Linked DNA regions of Sus scrofa: region 1 is linked to region 2. A link is a contact called in public Hi-C data. All regions are on one chromosome and are shown on one strand. Each heading gives the region's core, a stretch centred on a gene start, on an enhancer-like site or on the middle of the called end of the contact. The rest is flanking DNA. Distances are from core to core; before and after follow the strand shown. Region 1 overlaps EFNA5 (ephrin-A5). Region 2 overlaps EFNA5 (ephrin-A5).

Region 1 (4,981 bases), core at 239-2,738, 170 kb after region 2:
CCTTCAAAAAAAAAAAAACTTTTTAAATTCAGAACTCTATTTTGCACCAGACTTGCGTAAACAGATCCATTTATGTGAGCATAGTAAGACCTGGTAGATAGCAAAGAGCTTTCATTCTACGTCCTTAATACAGCTGAAATGCCACACCGTTACTTTACAAGGGGCCTGAAAACAAAGAAAACTGATGATGTTAAATAACTAGTTTCTGGTAAAAATAAACCCAACCAGACCCACGAACACAGACGTCTGAAAGCCAACTAAGATGTGAGCTGAAGGATTTCACATTCTTCCCTGGGGGGTACTTGTTGCACAGGACTTTTTTTTTTCTTTTTTTTTTTTTAAATGCAGGAAGACAGCACATCAGTATTTGCAGCTGCCTGAGAACGAATCCGAGAATCGGGAGCACGGGATCACAGGATCTGGGGAGCTGTGAGCGAGCAAGGAGGAGGGCTGCAGGGCCTGCACAAAAGGACATGGGGAGCGTCAGCACTTCTGCTCTCCAGCCTGCCTGGCCAGAGTGGGATTTGCTCCAGCGTCGGGGCAGCTTGTAATCCAACACCGGGCAGGGGGCACAGGCACCTAGAGGTTCAGGCATTCAAGAAAAGGCTCTCAGTCATCAAGCACCACATTGTGGCAACAAGCCCCGGGTGTGCCTGGTGAACCCTCCCTGTTCAGATGGCTCACTGTCTGGAGAAAGCATTACCCAGCACAGTCCAGTCGACACGTACACTGAATCCAAGTTTCAAGGAACAAAACGCTTCCTCACATCACCCCCTCCCACCAGACTATGCTGAAGCTGCTTAAAAATTGCTAAGAGTTGTCCTTTTTTTTTTTTTTTTTTTCTTTCAAGAATAAAATGCTAATCACATAGGTTTGGGCCCTCTGAATTAAATACTGTACTGAGCCACCCTGGGAACCAGACGGTATCCTCCCGGCTACAAGGCTAAAGAATGAGCAATCACCAGCCCATGGAATTTTCATGATCCAGTCTCCCCATCTTCCCGCCGCATACCCACTGGCAGGAACCAAAGGGCTTGTCACCCTGATGAGGGAAAACAAAGCTGGGCACTGCGTTACGAAACAGGTTTTTCCTTTCCCATAGACATTGCTTTATGGCTAGGTCATGTAAAACAGCAAAATGTTCAATGAACACATGCGGTCCTGTTCCCTGCAGGTGACGGCGCCCTTCAACTTGACCTGAGATACAGGGACAGGAAAGAAAACCACTCTCCAATTTCTAAGTGAAAGGTGACCACACAGCAGCTATGGCAAAGCGGAGCCTACTGTTAATGACAAAAAAGAAATTGAAAACAGCAATGTGGACAGCACAGTATACAGGTGTGGGCTGGGACCTGAGAGGGCAAAATAAAATGCTTCTGGGGTCAGATATGGAGCCAAATTGACTGAAAAGGACAGACTGGCAGAGAACGTGATTTGAGTTGTTCTGGCACAGAAACCTGTTCTTATCTGGCAAGGGCACCCCCTGCTGGCCGCTGCGCTGAACTCCGCCTCCTGGTCCGGCTCCAAGCAGCCCGAAGATCTCTTTGGATAAGGCTTTGAAGGGGCATAGAGCCCTGGCAGAGCGAGTCCCTTATAAAGCACACAATGGGAGCAAAATGTCCAGTCCTAGGACAGTTACTGCCCAAAGCCAAAATCTTTGTCCAGTCACGGTTCTCTGCAGTCAGATAAATTCCAGACTGGCTGAAAAGAATGAATATGACCATGACTGCTGTTTTGCCTGTGACAAGTTTAGAAAGTTGGGAGTGAGGGGGAGGGGATACAAAACAGACTCCACTATAAAAGAATCTTAAATCACTCACATATACAGTGCTTGATCACTAGAGGAAATCCTGGCTACCCTTTTCAAGGCAAGAGTTTATTATGACATTCTTAATAGTAATTATTTAAATCCCAAGTATATGACACTGCAACAGTGGATTAAAACACATTCAAATATAAGGGCAGAACCAAATGCCAACAAAACATAAGACTAAAATCAACTTCCACATTCTCATTGTTTCACTTTTACATGATGCTATTACACAGAGATATTTTCATGTTCCCCCCAGTTTGCGATTCTCTTTCTTTTCACGTAATTTATTTATTTTTTTCCATTTCTTTCGCTGTTGGGCTTGATGTTTTGTAAAAATCAGCCCACTGTCCTCCAATGACTCCCCTCAAAACAGCATTCAACGTCTTTGGCAGAAAATTCTATGTAACATGGGCTCAAGTGTAAGCACATTCCTCCCGTCATCAACTGGGAACGCTTACTTAAGGAAAATGGCCAGGATGTTCAGTAAGGCTCCATCCGCTCCAACAGCCAAAGAGAAACCTGCTTGTAAAGGCCGGGTGGATCTCTCCCCTACTGGCACAAATGTCATACTTGTGTTATCTTCAGCTACAGTGTCTGCCCTTAGTCCCGGTGAGTTCACCAGTTCAGCCTGAACTTGGCTTCTCCCTGGGACCTCAATCTTGTGTCTGTTCCCAGCTCTCAACTTCAAACACAGGGGAGAGAGGAGGCAAGCCATCTAGGCGTGAGCAGAGAAATATAATGGGCAAAACAAACATGCTTCATGTCCTCTGGGCCGTTTAGTCTGGTTTTCATTTTCTGGTTTACATATGAAATCAGGGGGTAAGAAGTACCAATGGAATACAAGTCCCAAGGACAAATGCTCTCACTTGAGAATTTAAAAAGAATTTCCAAAAGCTGGAAATTTCAGTGCTTGTTCTTTATTTGATCGTCTTTGCTGAAATGGTTAGGCTTCATTTCTTCATGTTCCTTATGCATCCAAAAGGTTGTCCAGGTAAAAAGAGGGCTTGTAGTCATTCTTTTATTTATTTGCTCAATGAATATTTATTGAATGTTAGACCTGTTTTTGCCAAAATATCCTTTGTGGACAATATATAATACAACAATGTTTTTATTTACCTCTTCTTTTAGCTTGTACTACAGATGTCTATCCCTGGGAAAAACATGATTATTTGGGCTTCCATGCTGTGGTTTAGAGAGTTCAACCGTTACCTATCAAAAGGTCTGAAAGTGAGTGTATGGGTCTATTTTTATTTATAAGAGAAGGTGAGCAGAACAATTTTAGAATGAGCAAAATCAATCGGTACCAGTTTGGGGAATAAGCTTCTGCTTTGAATAGAGTTGTCAAGACATTCACAATCTGTTTGGCCCTGTGTCCACAGGAGGCGAAAGGTTTCATAATAACAAAGTAAGGGATTTTTATTCTTTGCCACTCCAAAAGCAGCAACCTTGGAAGATTTGAGGTGATTTTAGCTGTTCTATTATACCCTCAACACAAAAATGCACATTTATACTTACACTCACATGCATCTGTGTGCAAAATTATAAGGCAAACAAAATCTTAGGCTCACTATTGCTTTATTTCAAGTGCTGGGATAAGCATGACAGCTGTCAACTGGCCTTCTTTTTGAATTTAAGACATAGTCAACCTTTCTTCAGGAAGATCAGGTGGAAAAGGGTTTCTTGGAAGAACTCTGACGTTTTGTACTCATGGCTTTAAACGTCGCTAAATGATAATAAGCAACATATAAGTATGAGGAAATGTCCATCGACAATCAAAACCTCTTTTTTGGACATTAAGTGTCTTTCCCTCATATTGTAACAATACTAAGACCCCTCCCTTGCAGAAAAAAAAGAAATCAATAAATAAACTCTGACTGATACCAACCCCCTTTAGATTAGCCTCAATATGCCATTAATATGAAAAGAATGTGACAGTTTACATAAGGGATGTGACCTGGTGCCAACAACCTCTGGCTTCTCCATTCTCCAGATGGTAGCAGATTAGTAGGCAGCCTTTATTCTCATAAGAAGATTTTTTTCCCCCCATGGAAAAACTATAAAGGCCAATTCTGTTCCAAACTTCAAGTCTCCTTCACAAATGTCTACTCAATTCTGGGCCTTAACTAATGCCTATTAAAAGAAGCCCTTGGGCTTGAAGCTGTGGAAGGGGGGAAAAAAAAGAAGACTAAGGCAAACTTAACTCTAATGCCTGCCTTTAAAAGATCTATTGACAGAAGCAGTGGGGAGAGTTTGAACTAATGTTAACTTAAAGAAAAAGGCTGGTGAGATTCAATTGTGGATGTGAATGCTTGCTTGAGTTTGATCTTGACGGGGCTTAAGATAAGGGAGATAAAAACCTAAGCCTACTTACATATTAAAAAATGCAGTTGTGCTAAATGCACTACATACCACTGTTCAATTTGATTTATGCCCATCATCACCCAAGACGTAAAGGACATCCCAGTCTAATATGGTAAAAAGCCACAGCAGAGGGACTAGCTCTGCTTTGCTAACACCAGCATGAAAAATCACATCCCAACAACACTCAATGTTCTTTCACATTAATTCTTTCAGTGTAACAAAGAATAAAAATGGAATTTTCCTTTGGTCTTGTTCTGGAGGTATAAATATAACAAGTGGTTAATCAAAAAAGATCTGAGAGGTCAAAAAACAGCCCTTAATCTGGAAGAAACGCTTTCCCCAGTGGACAGGAAGTAAGCTTTGAAAAATCAGGAAAAAGATCCTATTTTACAAACAGACTGACCATAGTAAAATTTTTAAGAATATTCAGCTGCTTTTAAAAATTCAGAAAGCTAACGAGTTATCTTCCCCAAAATATCTGGCTCACTCTGTGGTCAAAGGAAACATACTATATTTTCTGAAGGGGAAAACTTTCTTCTGGGCATCTTTTAAACCCAGGAAGACTTTTTTTTTAATACCAGTTAGTACATAAAATATCATTTGTAATATTTCTATTAACACTTTCACAAACTGGTGAAAATTTGATCAGTTTTGCCTGAAAAAAAAAATTTTTTTTTTTTTGTTTAAAGCAAGTGAGTCATGATCTCAGAAATCCTGCAAGCTATTAAAAAACAAACCAACAAACAAACAACTCCATGGTAGACCTACTATGCACAGTGAAAGCAGCTGTATAGCATATAGTCCCTA
Region 2 (4,855 bases), core at 1,821-4,320:
TTGTAATTAGCATGATGCCTCACTTTAAAATTCCACATTGCTGGGTGAACCTAAATGAGCTTTGCTACGAAATGTAAACTCCAATCACAAGTGAGAATGCCTTTCCTCAAATATGAGAAATAAAATATGAAGGTGAGGCTGAACACACTGGCAAGAAAAGGATTTCAATAAGTTAAAATTTCTCTTTGTATCAAAAAACTATTAATTTACCTTGTACACAGGCTACCAGATTAAATATGAACATTATAAGATTTTAAGCAACTCAAAAGTCATCAAGGTTAACACATGCCCTGCCTCATGAAGAACTGAAAGTTTATCAGAAGAGTGAGATTCTTATATTTTCATCACATTTTCAGGCCCAATACTGTACTCATTAGTTCACCTTATTATCCCCCTGCCTCCTCTTATTCATCTTCAAATCTTAATTCCAAAAGCCACATCTTTCTCCTTTTCTGTATCCCTGTGTCCATCTGGGTACTTTGGGAAATTTTATTTTTCAAAATAATCAGCTGCATTCTTTTTAAAGAATTGAGTGTGTTTGGGGGCATTAAACATGCAGTTTTCCATTATGTTTGCCACAGGCAATATTTCTTAATTTGTGCAAGTCAAAAGAAAAGATAGGCTATTAGTTGTTAGCAGAGCCCAGTTTTTCCTCTGTGGGTTTGCATGTGGTTTAACATACAACACAGATAATGTAAATTAGACAGGTGACAGCAGAATTATGCATTAATGTTCCTTTCACAATAAATGCTGAAAAAGTAAAGCCTATTTAAATAAATGGTACTACTGAAAAAAGTCTTTTAGAATTTAATGAATCAATAAAATCCTTTGTGGGTATAGGCGGAGGAACAGAAGTTGTGGGAATAGGATAGAGATTAACTAAAGCCATATGGACTTCTTGGAAAATGGTTACCAGATCCTCAGAAAAAGTCTTAAAACAAAAGTTGGGCCTTTTGAAAGAAGACCCCAGCAACAATTTGCAGCTGGTTATCTGCCCCTTTTTAAAAAACCAGCACAGTACCTAATTTTCATATTAAAAACAAAATCACCAGTTATGATGGAATATATCTCACCAGTCTACCTTATAAGATTTCAGAGTCCCATGTTTTAATAACCCGCTTTTGGCCCCGGGTTTATCAAGCTTGTATCCTAAGAGCAACCTCAGCAGCTGGCTACTTTGCCCACATAATTCATCTCCACAGTGTCTCAAGACTTAAATCATGGGCAGGTTAAGGTCAAAGTCCCAGATATAAAACTGAAACAAAGATACTAAGTAAAGGTGGAAACCTCTGAGAAATGCAAATGATCATGTAAATAGTAGAAACTTTGATATGGCACTATGTTTCTTAAAAAAAAAAAAAAAAAAAAAAAAAAGAAAAGGAATAGGGCAGTTCCCAACAATAAAATAAGGGTAGAGTGCACTCTGTGAGCTAAAACTTAGTTTCAACACCAGGGAACTGTAACAGCGACAGAAAATTAGAGCAGAGTTCAGGGTGAGAGAAGCGAAATAAATTCCAGCTGTGCAGCTGCAGACAAAAGAAAAAACAGGAGGTACCCACCCATCACACCCCTGGCTCCCCACACCCGGCTCTCTACCCCCTTAGGCAAAGTTCTACTGCAAATGCTAACTTAAGTATTACTTAAATTCCAGCAGCTAAGCCTCCGTAGGTCAATTACTTTTTCTTATCAACTTCAAATAAATGGCTGAGAACAAGTTTCTTTCCACTAATTTCTAGGAATAAACAAATAAGACATTATCATGTTTTTGTACCCATTTATTTGAAATGTGAGCAAACTTCTACTTGCTTTTTAAAGCTCAGTGACAACAAACTAGTTTCTCCTGCTTATTGAGGAAGGCTATATGTCCCATGTACTTTGATATCCATGAAGGCATGACCAAAAAATAAGCTGGATTTCAGAGAGTGCTTTTAAAATATCCTCTATAAGAGGTATTTCTATTCTCAAAAAAATTAAGTCAGCTTAAATCTCAGATTCAGAATCTAAACTTTATCTTCTTCTTTTTCCATATGAATGGCAAGATCCAGTCCACATAAACACAGAATGCAAGATGACACTTAGATATTATTTGAACTGTTAACAAAAACTTAAATAGGAGGAAATTTAGTTAAGTTCCTAGTTGGATATTTTACTGTTTTTTAAAATCCACTGAACATCTTTGAACAGTTAGGGAAGGAAACAAGTTTCCTATTATAAGCCAGTGTTGTAACTACTCTCTTGAGACCTAGTCTCGCCTGAGGTCATATTACTGAAGTGACTGTCCCAGGCCAGTAGGGTGAGATATTCCATATTTCTTGTCTGTGGTAATTTTGGTAAATCTCACCTGCTCTATCAAATAGGTATAACCTGACAAACGAAAGCAGGCAGAATGATTCACTTACAAAAACACTTCTGCTAGAAGTCGCATAATAAAGAAACAACAAAAACAAACTCAGATATACACAGAATTCCTAGAATCTCAGAGAGGAACTATTTATATTATTGCTTTACCGCAGGCACCTTGGGTCACCTCTGTGATATGCCATTGGGGTGACTGTTAACTAGTAAGCAATGAAAGCCACAAATGCCCATGACTCATTTGTACAGTATTAACAGAAACAATGTCATTATCATATAGTACTACTGTCGCATGGCAGTGAATTACTAATAAATCATCAAGTTAATATCAGACAAAGAAACCCCTGGAAGCAAAATTAGTATTTCTTTCAACCTTTCATAACCACTGTCACCCTTATCTTTCTTGTAGAAGGGCCTTGGAAGGCACATGGTTGAATGGTCTGAGAGCCTGTACAATGGTGATCTGAACTTTCTCCTTCATTCACTCATTCTGACTTATTTTGTGGCTTTCAGTCAGCTGATCAACCCACTTAGGCTTTGCTGTTCCTATGAGCCTTCCCCCTAGAAAAAATGTTGGAAGTGTGACCTACTTTAAAGGGCTGTGAACTTTTATACTGCACTTGGAAACTCTGGTTACAGATCCCTATAGATCCAGAATATCATTTCACTGTTCCACAGATTGACATCATCAGCTCTGCCCACACTGCTCCCTCTGCACAGTGATTTCCCTAAGCAAGCAGTCTTTGGTTCAAAGGGTGGATTTATAGGGGCAGGAGGAGGGATCGGCTCTGGTTAGTTGCGATAAAAAGTTCTTTATGAGTCATAAGCAAAACCAGGAGGACAAGTATGACCTTCATTTCTAACGTACATTAGAAAAGCTGGATTCTACCATAGTTTGGTGTGTGCAGGGGTTGGGGTCGAGGGGATTTGAGGATGTATACTGAGGCTGGGCTGAGAGTTTAGAGAATTAGGAAGGGTCCTTTTGAGAAATCATTCTAAGATTCTGTGAGTTCTTTGTGTCAACCCATTTTAACAGTGTGAACAGGCTGTTTTATTAGAGGGACACTGTCAAACATGGACATAAACCCCACAGAGAAGTAACCAGGCTGGTCACTGAAACTGCCTTTATAGCTGCATGAACTAACTATGCTACAGCAATGGCCTAAATTAAACCGGTCCAGAGGTGGGTGGGAACACGGCACCATGCCCACAACCTGTCTGTGGATCCTATATTGCTGTAAATGGCTTCTTCTCCTGTCTTTAACATTCTTTTGCATCTTATTTGGGTGAATATCTGTTTACACAGATCAGCTGTTTCTCTGATTGTTTTTCTTAAGTCAGTAGGCTGTGTTCCCCTCACTGTCTGCCATGTTTGGTGGTAGGATAAGCATCTGGGCAGGAGCAGCACTTGCTTAGACAGCAGGTCCCTAACGGAACTCTGAACAAATTAATTTCTCTTGGGAAGATTAAGTTCAACCAAGGAGGGAAGATATTTAGGTACCAGGATTATACATTTTGTTTCACAAACTGCTTTCCTTGATGAAGAATTTAAGTTGATGGAGTAAGTAAGTATAATCAAAGCCAACAATAGAGATTGAATTCCAGTTTGTTCTGGTTGTCTCTACTTTTAAGCAGGACCATTTCCAGGAAAGTCAATGGCTGTGCACTGCAGGGCGTCACCCCACAGAACAGCAGCCAGGGTGTTTCATAATCCGCCCCAACTTTGATTTCCTTCTTTATCTCTCCAGTTCTTTTCCCTACATTGATAACTGGCCCCAACATTTCCTCCTAGAAGCTCCTTGCCTCCCTTTTTTCACATAACCTTCCCTTTGCCTCTTAAAATCCCAGTTCCTTCTGGCTACATGAGATACTTCTCCACTTCTCCAACACAAAAATCTTCTGGGTTCTTAACACTCATCTGTTTCTGTCTCACTGGTAGCAAACACCCCATGTTCTATTTTGTCTTAGAGCTGGTTGTTACTGCATCTCAGCTACCAGAATTATGAATTCCCTGTGGGGAGGAGCCATGCTGGGGTCTCAGTTCTGGGGAGCCCACTGCTTTGTTCAGAACTTGTTTGATAAAGATTTGAAGAACGAGTCTACAGGTAACAAAAATATGTATAGCCATGAAGTAATTTGTTGACCAAATAGAAACTGAAACTCAGGATTAGAATAAAAAAGAAACATGGAGAGAGTGGTTAAGGAAGATTAGAAAAAAAAAAAAAAGTCTCCTTTTATGGAAGGTTCTTCTGCTCTCTCTGCTGGCTTCATGATGTTGGAAATTGGGACCTAATAACCAAAGCCCAAAGAGACATATAAAATTCAAGAAGCCACTATTTTCATGTTTTTGAGTATGTAGTCTAAGAGATATGAAGTAAATGAAAGAAATGTGGGCATCTTTAGAGCCAAAGATATGCAAAATCTCATCAAGTGACCAGGCTGAGTAGGGATCAGTAAACAGGAGAATAAAGGCAAGGTGGTCCAAGAATCCAGGTGACCA

Evidence for each region. Hi-C and Micro-C count contacts between places; a contact is called where the count stands out from the background.
Region 1: a Hi-C map of retroperitoneal adipose tissue shows a contact between it and region 2, with 1.7 times the contacts expected there. The contact joins two enhancer-like sites. A contact is called at or near these places in 3 of 47 Hi-C or Micro-C datasets (fibroblasts, heart right ventricle and retroperitoneal adipose tissue) and 2 of 2 datasets of contacts at active chromatin or transcription factors (alveolar macrophages and skeletal muscle).

What each region holds. Positions count from the first base shown.
Region 1 is chr2:112,720,748-112,725,728 of Sscrofa11.1, forward strand. All of the region lies in intron 1 of EFNA5 (ephrin-A5), which reads right to left. Among named protein-coding and RNA genes, the nearest start is that of EFNA5, 98 kb to the right of the region's middle. Within about 2 kb of position 1,489, at least 30 of the 83 cell types and tissues checked have an H3K27ac peak or open chromatin away from gene starts, as enhancers often do. A contact at or near this core is called in retroperitoneal adipose tissue, where this site is marked.
Region 2 is chr2:112,549,106-112,553,960 of Sscrofa11.1, forward strand. All of the region lies in intron 2 of EFNA5 (ephrin-A5), which reads right to left. Among named protein-coding and RNA genes, the nearest start is that of EFNA5, 270 kb to the right of the region's middle. Within about 2 kb of position 3,071, at least 21 of the 83 cell types and tissues checked have an H3K27ac peak or open chromatin away from gene starts, as enhancers often do. A contact at or near this core is called in retroperitoneal adipose tissue, where this site is marked.